Regions from separate parts of the Gossypium hirsutum genome. Here region 1 is linked to region 2. A link is a contact called in public Hi-C data. All regions are on one chromosome and are shown on one strand. Each heading gives the region's core, a stretch centred on a gene start, on an enhancer-like site or on the middle of the called end of the contact. The rest is flanking DNA. Distances are from core to core; before and after follow the strand shown.

What was found. A called contact is a pair of places that touch in the nucleus more often than the background predicts.
Region 1: a contact with region 2 is called in a Hi-C map of leaf, with 2.5 times the contacts expected there. The contact joins two enhancer-like sites. A contact is called at or near these places in 2 of 34 Hi-C or Micro-C datasets (anther and leaf).

What each region holds. Positions count from the first base shown.
Region 1 is chrD04:46,205,713-46,210,412 of Gossypium_hirsutum_v2.1, reverse strand. No RefSeq gene overlaps it. Among protein-coding and RNA genes, the nearest start is that of LOC107899347, 32 kb to the right of the region's middle. Within about 2 kb of position 1,947, at least 4 of the 9 cell types and tissues checked have an H3K27ac peak or open chromatin away from gene starts, as enhancers often do. A contact at or near this core is called in leaf, where this site is marked.
Region 2 is chrD04:46,036,264-46,040,780 of Gossypium_hirsutum_v2.1, reverse strand. No RefSeq gene overlaps it. Among protein-coding and RNA genes, the nearest start is that of LOC107899340, 11 kb to the right of the region's middle. Within about 2 kb of position 3,245, at least 3 of the 9 cell types and tissues checked have an H3K27ac peak or open chromatin away from gene starts, as enhancers often do. A contact at or near this core is called in leaf, where this site is marked.

The sequences.
Region 1 (4,700 bases), core at 698-3,197, 170 kb before region 2:
GTTCAAAATCAAAAGAAATCCTAATAGATCAATTTCAAGGTATAAATTTCGGTTAGTTGCAAAGGGTTACTCACAAATTGTTGGCTTTGATTTTCAAGAAACCTTCAATCTTGTTGTGAAGCCAGTTACCATTTGTGTGATTCCCTCTTTTACTATTACGAAGGGATGTAAGTTGCTTCTACTTGACATCAACAATGCATTTTTAAATGGTGATTTAGTTGAAGAAGTGTATAAGGAATAGCCTCCCAGTTATGAAAAGTATGGCAGCAAAGGTCAATGGCTTGTATGTAAACTAAACAAAGCTCTTTATGGTCTTAAGCTCCATGGGTATGGTTTAAAAAACTCAAGATTTATTTAGTGTCAATTGGATTCTATTCAGCAAAATCTGATGCGTCTTTGTTTATAAGGAGAACGACCAGGGTGTCATGTTTTTACTCCTGTACGTTGATGATATTGTACTGACTAGGAATAATGAGGTAGATATTGCAGACTTTGTGAAATATCTAAATGTCATGTTTTCACTGAAGGATTTAGGGTTGTTGCATTATTTTTTTAGTAATTGAAGTCAAGTATATTAATAATGGGTTGTTTCTTAGTTAGAGAAAGTATATTACAGAATTGTTAAAAAGAGCTCATATGGACTAAGCTAAAGGTCAACCAACGCCTATGGTAAGCACATATGCACTTTCGACCACTAGGGGAGATGCTTTCGTTGATGTACATTAGTATCGGAGCATTGTTGTATATTGTGATAACCAGACCTGAAATTGCTTTTGCAGTAAATCACATGTCAGTTCCTGCATCAACCATTAGATTTGCATTTCAATTCTATGAAGAGAATTTTGCGTTAATTGAAGGGTATGGCTGATCATCATTTGATGTTTTGGCTAACATTGCGACTATCTATTGAAGGGTTTGCTGATGCGAATCTGGGATCTGATGTGGACTATAGGCACTCTGCCACCAGATATTGCATCTTCTTTGGTGGAAATCATGTATCATGGTCTTCTAAGAAGCAGCAAGTGGTCTCTTGTTCCACAGCAAAGGCTGAGCATCGAAGATTAGCCTTTGCCACAGCTGATGTTATGTGGCTTGAGTCCTTACTCATGTAGTTAGGAGTTGCTATGGATGATAAATCAAGAATCTGGTGCAATAATACTAGTACGGTTGATGTGTCCGCGAATTCGATTATGCATTCCAAGTTTAAAGGTGTTGCATCAGATGAGAAAGTTGCAGAGGGACAAGTATTTATTGGTGAAGTTCCTGGCTATGATAAAGTGGTAGACATACTTACTAAGCCCTATCTGCTCCATCATTTTGTCGGTTACGAGGCAAGCTAGGCGTTACCTTGCTACCTTCTTCAAGTGATGCCTTGTGTTGATCTCAAGTATGATTTCTTGTTGTTGGTTAATTTTGTTTTGTTTTTCATGGTTTTTTTAGGAGACATAACAAGCAGAGATTGATAGGTTTAGTTTTTTACTAGTCTGTTATGTTAGTTTAAATATGGTTGTAACTTCTTTGACTGTTAACAACTAAATTGATTGTTTGGGATGAGTTGTTAGTAACAACCTTATCAGTAATTAGCAGTTTCCTATTCTATAAATTGAGTTGGGCTCCTATTGGGAGCTATTACAGCTAAATAAATAAAAGAAGTAGCTATTTTCATTCTTTCTATTTTGTTCACTCATCTATAAATTGATCAATAAACGCCATAATAAGATTGCATATTCAGAATTCATTTGCCATATTCTTTTAAAGGATTTTTATTCATTTATTTGTGATGCTGCGCATAAATTCATAAAAACGCTGGTGAGATGGTCAACACCCTATTGACAAAGGATGCTGTTGATGACTTTGCCTCTGAGCTTAACCGTCTCAGATCCTATAATCTGTAGACTACAGACCCAATTTTCAGACTCATCATTACCTCATTATGAAATTGGAGATGGGCTTCAACCCTACACCAATCCATTCATTTTACATTTTCAGTAGGCTAACTTCACATGTGCCCATAACACCTACAAGTAGATCAAATTCCAAACATGTTAAGCCCAAAAATTCGATGCAACTTTTTCATATGTTTTGATCTTTCACAAGTAACACTAGTTATTAAGAACCACATGTTAACTTGGCATTTTCCTCTAGGCAAATTAGTCACACAAGTCGGTGAGAGTGAGGAAAATCCATTCAAAAAATCCTTGTCTTAACAAGTTCATTTCTCATCAGATAATTGAAGACTGCAACACACTTTGAGTGGAACACACACAGTAAATGTCTGTGTTTCAAATGATAGTGCTCACAGCTTGCTTGCACGACAGTTATTTACTCTTTCTAACGCATCCAAACCCCTCATTTTTAATGGGGCCATGTGACAATTTTTTTTTCTATTTGCCTCCATTGATAATAGTATGGCATTAAATGACATACAACATGTTGTAACTTCTCTCATTGCAGGTAGTTGAATTGGACCAATCACTCTCTTAATGTTTCATTATTGCATGTAATAGTGACAGGTTTTCTTCTTCTTCAAAGCACTAGGGAGCCGATTAAGAAGTAAGAAAATGTGGTGAAACGATTAAGAGGAAATAAAATGATTGTGAAAGTGTAAAAACAATGCATGATGGCGAATAAGAAGCAACAGTACAAGTAGTACAGTACTGAGGTGGGCGGGCCCTTAAAATGACTTTTTTTAGCTAAATTGGTTCATATTGAACGTATTCTTAAATGGGGAATCCAAATTTATTTACTAGTAAAAGAAAGGAAAAAGATTGATTTGTACAGTTAGTCGTATAAAATTTCTGGTTTGCCAGTTATGTATATATAGTATTAAATAGACAGAAGCATGGGGCTGGGGTTGGGTCATTGGGAGTCCCTTTCATCTTTTTCTCCTTAAAGCGGATTGGAACATGGTGAAGCTGAAGCAGGACATTGCACCAATGTTTGTTCTTTTTATTGTAATAATAATAATTATTTGTAAAAGGAATGCTTTTTATGGGAAAACAGTGCTAAGTGTTAATTATTGTGTTATATTGGCCAAACGAGTAAATCTTACTTTGTAGGCAACTACAATTTATGGTCACAAAAAAAAAACGTTTTTATATATTAATTTACACGACGTGGGTGGGTGAAAAAATTAATATAAAATTCAAATGTGATTTAATAAAATGATAAATTTGAGATAATAAAAGTTTTCATGATTCTCATTATGTTTTTTTTTAATTTATCAAAATATAAAGGATATAAAAATTAGTAAAATAATATTTTTTACATTTGTAAAAGCAATGAATTTTTAGTAATTTTATAACTAATTTAGGATGCCCTTGATAAGTGACATCAACGATAATTTATATTAAAATTTATCGTTCTTAGGGCACCCACCGTTTGCGACTATAATTAATTCCCTCATTGCAGGTGTCATCTAAAAAAATAAACAACTTACTATGAAATGTGCTCCATTATTTTTTTTTCTAATGTGAGAAGATAGCAAATACTTTTCTTTTCCCTCGAGAGAGTAGTTTCAGAGGATTAAATAATTATCCTTATAGTCTTTTATATTAAATTAATGATTTTGGCTCTTTTTTTTTTGTAATTTCATAAACTTGACTATACCATTAGTCATTAAATTTGGGTAAAATTTTTTTGGTCACTAAAATTTTAAATTTTTTTATTGCCTAATTGTTAAAGTGGCAAATTTTTAGTTGGTATAATAACAATTTTAATCCACAGTTTTCATACTTTTTTTTGCCAATTTTACTCTAATTACATATAAAATTATAAAAAAACTCAAAATTATTTTTAAAATAAAAAATTGTTTTCCTTTTCATATCAAGAAAAAGCTATCGGTAAAAAATAGGAAATCAATAAATTTTCTTTATGTTTTTTTTCTATGTTTTTTAAAGAATGAGAATTTGGAAATCTCTATACAAGTAATATAGAGAGAAAATTTGGAGGGTTTAAAAACAATTTTTCCTTATTTTCTCCCACTTTATCTATTTTTAAAATTTTATATACTTTTATTTTTTTATAATTTTCTAAATTTTAAAAAAGAATTTCAATTTTTATCATTTTTATATAATCAGGGTCAAATTGACAAAAAGTACAAAAACTAAGGACTAAATTGGTATTATACCAATTAAAAAAGTGATACTTAACATTCAAGTAAAAAAAAACATTTTCAAAAATTTCAGTGACTAAATTGTAATCTTTTTTAGTTAAGTGACTAAGATGAAAACATACCCATAGGTTAGTGACTAATAATATAGTTTTACCCTGTTATATATAAATAAGTTGTAATATTTTGATTTTTTTAAATGATCCAAACCAAATTTCATTAATTGGTATTAGTTTATTTTATTGATTGTTAAATCAAAATAACTCTTTTATAAAAAAAAATTCACTTTTCATAAATAAAAATATAATTGACATAAAATTTAATATATTTTTTTTAATTTTCGAATCAAGTTCAATAAACCCTAAAATAAAAATCGAATCAAAGATTACTATTCAAATTATTATTTTTCCTCAAACCTTACAATTTGCCCACTTTATCTTTATAAAGATAGCTCTAATAATTTGGATTAAAAAAAGAGGGGGGAAAAGATAGCTCTAATCATTAACTTTGGGACATAATCGGAGAGAATAGGCATGGTTTACAATTTCACTACCAATTATTGTGATAATGACATCAAATCTTCAAAATA
Region 2 (4,517 bases), core at 1,996-4,495:
TATAGGAAAATTGTAAGGTAAATAAATGTTGTGTGTGTGGTTTATTCGAACTAGGTATGAGCTTAATATATATATAACATGGTTATAGGTGAAAGTATACATTATTTTAGAGTGGAATTTGGTTTTGAATGCTAATGAAAAGTTAAACTTGAGAAGTTGGATTTTATATACAAGTATATATGTTAAAATGGGGTATGAAATGCATTTTTATAAGGTGATGAAATAAAAACTTTGGTAAATGATATTTGTATAGATAATTACGTGTGTGCATATGCGATTTTAGTATTTATATACATATATATACTTGATAATTAAAGTTGGCATTGAAGTTTATAATATTTTGGAATAAGGCGATGGTTGAATATGCTTGTTCGGCTTGGTCATAGTAAATATTAAGTAAAATGTTTCACATTGTAATTTAGCATCCGCATGATATATAGATACATATATATAATGGTGATTTATCAAAATGTTTGACATTAATGATGGGGTGGTTGTTGTTAAATAATGAACTTTGCTTAAAAGTATATTTGACTTGTTAAATATATAATATGAGAATAAGTATATATGCAGTTAGTGAGTAGAGAATATTAAATTGTTGAGTTCTAAATTTATGCAAAGGTTGAATAAAAAAAATGCTATGTACTAAACCTGTATTAGTAAATATTGTATATATTTATATATATTCATATAGAATGTCTTGAAATTTGTTTGATTCAAGTATATAGGTGATAAAGAAATATAATTATGTATATAAGATTTGCTAAACTGACACTGATATATATATGTATAAATTACTATATGAAACTTAAGTTTTTCATTAAATGAGTATATATATACTATTTATGTTCGAGTATACCTGTGATTAAATTTGGTTGAGTTGATAAGGAATGCAACTATGTAATAATTTGAATTGTCCAGTAAGTATATTTAGCATTGTTCTTGCGTGTTTAAAATTTTTCAATAATTGTCTATAATCATGTTACGTTCAGTAATGCCTTGTAACCCTAATCCGGCGACAGACACGGGTTAGGGATGTTACAAAAATAATGACCCAAGGCTATCTTCATATAGGAAGAGTTTAAAGAGTTCAACTATGATTAAACTTAATCACTTTAATATTAAATCTTATTAAAATAATAAAATGCTTATAAATATTAAATTTATTTTAATTTTAAGATAATTACTTTAATATTAAATTAATAAAATACTATTAAGATAAGTATTAAATTTAATTTAATATAAAACTATTAAAATAATATTATTTTTGGAATAATTAATCTAAAATCAAATTCTTTGGTAGAGTCCCAGTAGGAGTGTAACTCTTCCACTGCTTAACCACCGAAGACCAACCACCGCCAGCACCGCTGTGTCCGGTGATGCGGGTGCGACACCCTTACAACACCCTCGAGCCGATTTGGTCCGGGTCAGTGACAACTTGACCGATCTGGTCTATCCACCGGTTGGACCGTCGACCCGGTTTCACATACTGGGCCCAGTTCGACTAGTATTTGGGTCTTGGTCACAGTTTTTAGGCTCTCAAGCCCAATTTACGATCATAGGTCCAATTTTCTAGTTCAATTATCCATTGGGCCAATTGTCTGACTTGAAACTTAATTTTCAAAAATATCATATTAATTTTAATTAATTTGATTAATTTAATTTTACTTGATCAAAATTAATTTTCCCAAAAATCACTTAGATTTTCCAAATTAATTTTTCAAAAAAATTCTTTAATCAAATTATCTAGTTGAACAATTCTCAGGACCACCTAATTTAATTCAACATCGAATAAATCGACTCGATTAAATTATTTCCAAAGTCGTAGAATTTTCTTCTGATTCAAATGCAGTTCGATCGAACTTTTGTTGAGCTAGTGGAGGGACCAATAGGACATATACAATTAGGCTCTAGTAATTGGAATTATGTCTAGAAGCATCGTTCCGATAATTCACAATTACTTAATCATGGAATCAGTCCACAAGAAATACCATGATTGAAAACTCCTTATTGTATACTCTTTACGAAAACAATTCATCCAATTGTTTTGTCCACTGACCTCGTCATGTGTGTGTTACCCTTATATGATATCCTTAATTCCTTGGAGTTAAATCTATTCACTCAATACAATCTTATTTATCTCATTGTCACCATTGTGTCTTTTTAATGATTAATATAATCACTGTCAACAAATGATTGTGATAAATTACTCGTTCGAGAACAAGCAACCCGTAGCCACATTTCATATTTATCAATCCACACAATGCTAATGAGAGGATATCATTAACTCTTTAATTGAGCTACGAATTCCACTGTTGCTAGTAAAGCCATGCCATACACAAGTCATGTACCTAACATACCGGCTATGGGCTCAATCATCTTTAGAGCATAAGCCTTCACTTATATCAAATCACATGAGTTGCATACGCATAGTTAGTGACTAACTCAGGATTTAAGTAAATCACACCATGAACATCATAAGTGAATTAATTCACAAACGGATTCAGAATTAATCTATCTTGGGTCCGGTCCAGTTTATCATTCTACCAATGAATACATCTATATCTCTACCCATGGAGTCAACTGCTCCGATAACCAAGACTAGCCATTTCCCCAATTGGAATTGTAAACGACATAATAATTCTTCTCAGTATTTGAATCAAATGCTCACTTTGATTCTTTTACGGGATTACGGGCTTATTTAGATTATCTACAGAAGTAAGTTGTCTTTCTCGTAATGTAAACGTTCTTACAATGTCACTTATCTTCAATTTGAACTTAGACAATCAATGAGTTAATATTTACGGGATTTTGTGATGTTACATATCGAGAAAGAGAGAGAATTCCACTCTATAGGAACTTTGAGCTTTATATCTCGAATGGGAATTGATAGAGTCAGGGATGATAATTAATAAGTGGGACATTTATGAGTAGTGAATCGAGGGGTGCTCCAAAAAGATATGTCCGATAAGTTCATGACTCAATTTCAAAAGCTGCTCCCAAAGTAATAAAAATTTGAACCCAAAAGAATCCAAGTTCAAAAAGATATAAATTTGAACCCGTAAAAATATAAATCTTAAAGAAAGCTTGATATAAGCCTGCCTGAGCGTAACCATTTGTCGCTTCTATTAAACTCAAAAATGTGTGCTTAACGTGCCCACACATAATGTTGGGGGTGGGCAATAATGGCCCTAAGCCCCTTACTCTTGACTCACGCTATATCTTCTTAGCTCATTTCTTCAGATTTTTATTTGGTGCCCAATAGAATATCTGTTTCGGGCCCAATAACTCTAACCTCTGGCAACTTACATATATTCCCAAGGTCTCTGCTCGGTCCGTCTTCCTAAAGTGTTTTTGTTCTGTCCCGGTTGAATTAGTACCAGAGTTTCAAGCTGAGACAACGACATCATATATTGATCTATAACGTCGTTTTAAGGCTACTATCTAAATCATCCCAATAATTGTCTGTTGACAAAAGGAACAGGCCAGACCAGGCATATGCATCTTGGTTGTTGATCTACGACAACCCCGTAGCCTATTCATCAATAACCATCAACGTTTGTACATTCATTAAATTTTGTGGTGAGATTCGGATGTGGGCCTATATATCATCACCAAAATGTTGAAAAATATTGGATCAATGTGCCTTATCTTGCTAGCTGAATATCCCGTCCATATATTTTTCAAACAGTTGTTCCACAAGAATTTTGCTAATTGCCAATCTATGATTTATCACTTGAAAGTTTATTTCTTTTTCTCTTTGTCTTTGTATGCTTTATTGTGTTGGCACGCTTTCTTACAGTAATAATTTCTGCTCTTGATATTAATTCTCTTTCATTTTGTTTCGTGTTAATGAATTGAGCTTGTTCAAATTAATCTAAAACTAAGCTTACTTAGAAAGAATTTCCATGTTTTTTTTTTCTTTTTAAAATTCAGATTGAACCATCGCCTTACGCAGCAAAACTGTTGAAAATTTTAATTTTTTGATTCTTACTAGGATTATTTCACTCAAAAAAAAAAAAACCAACCCAATTGGTAGATCAATGCTTGCTTTTAATGATAATTATATTATTTTTAGGAATAATAATAAAGATAACCTTTTAAAGTTTACATTTTTTATTAATTTGATAATTATTCTTCTTTTAGTTAAACTTGATTATGTCAAATCACTTTTCTTTAATAGAAATATTGACTAGAACATTAATTTTTTTAATGAAGTTGATGTGGTACCTGTGTGGCAGTCTACATGCGTTTCATATTCATGTCGCACTATTTGACTTATATGTCACGCTAAGAAAAAATTTTAAAAAATATAAAAATAAAAAATGAAAATTATAAAAATTATAAGTTCATAAAAATTCAAAAATATTAGCATGCAATACATATGGATTGCCATGTAGGCTACTATGTTTTAAAATTTAACATTTTAATTAGTATTTCCATTAAATAGCATACTCAACTCTTTTCCAAAAGGCTAATGGTCAAATTGGGCTATTTATAAAATCTCAAGGCCCAAA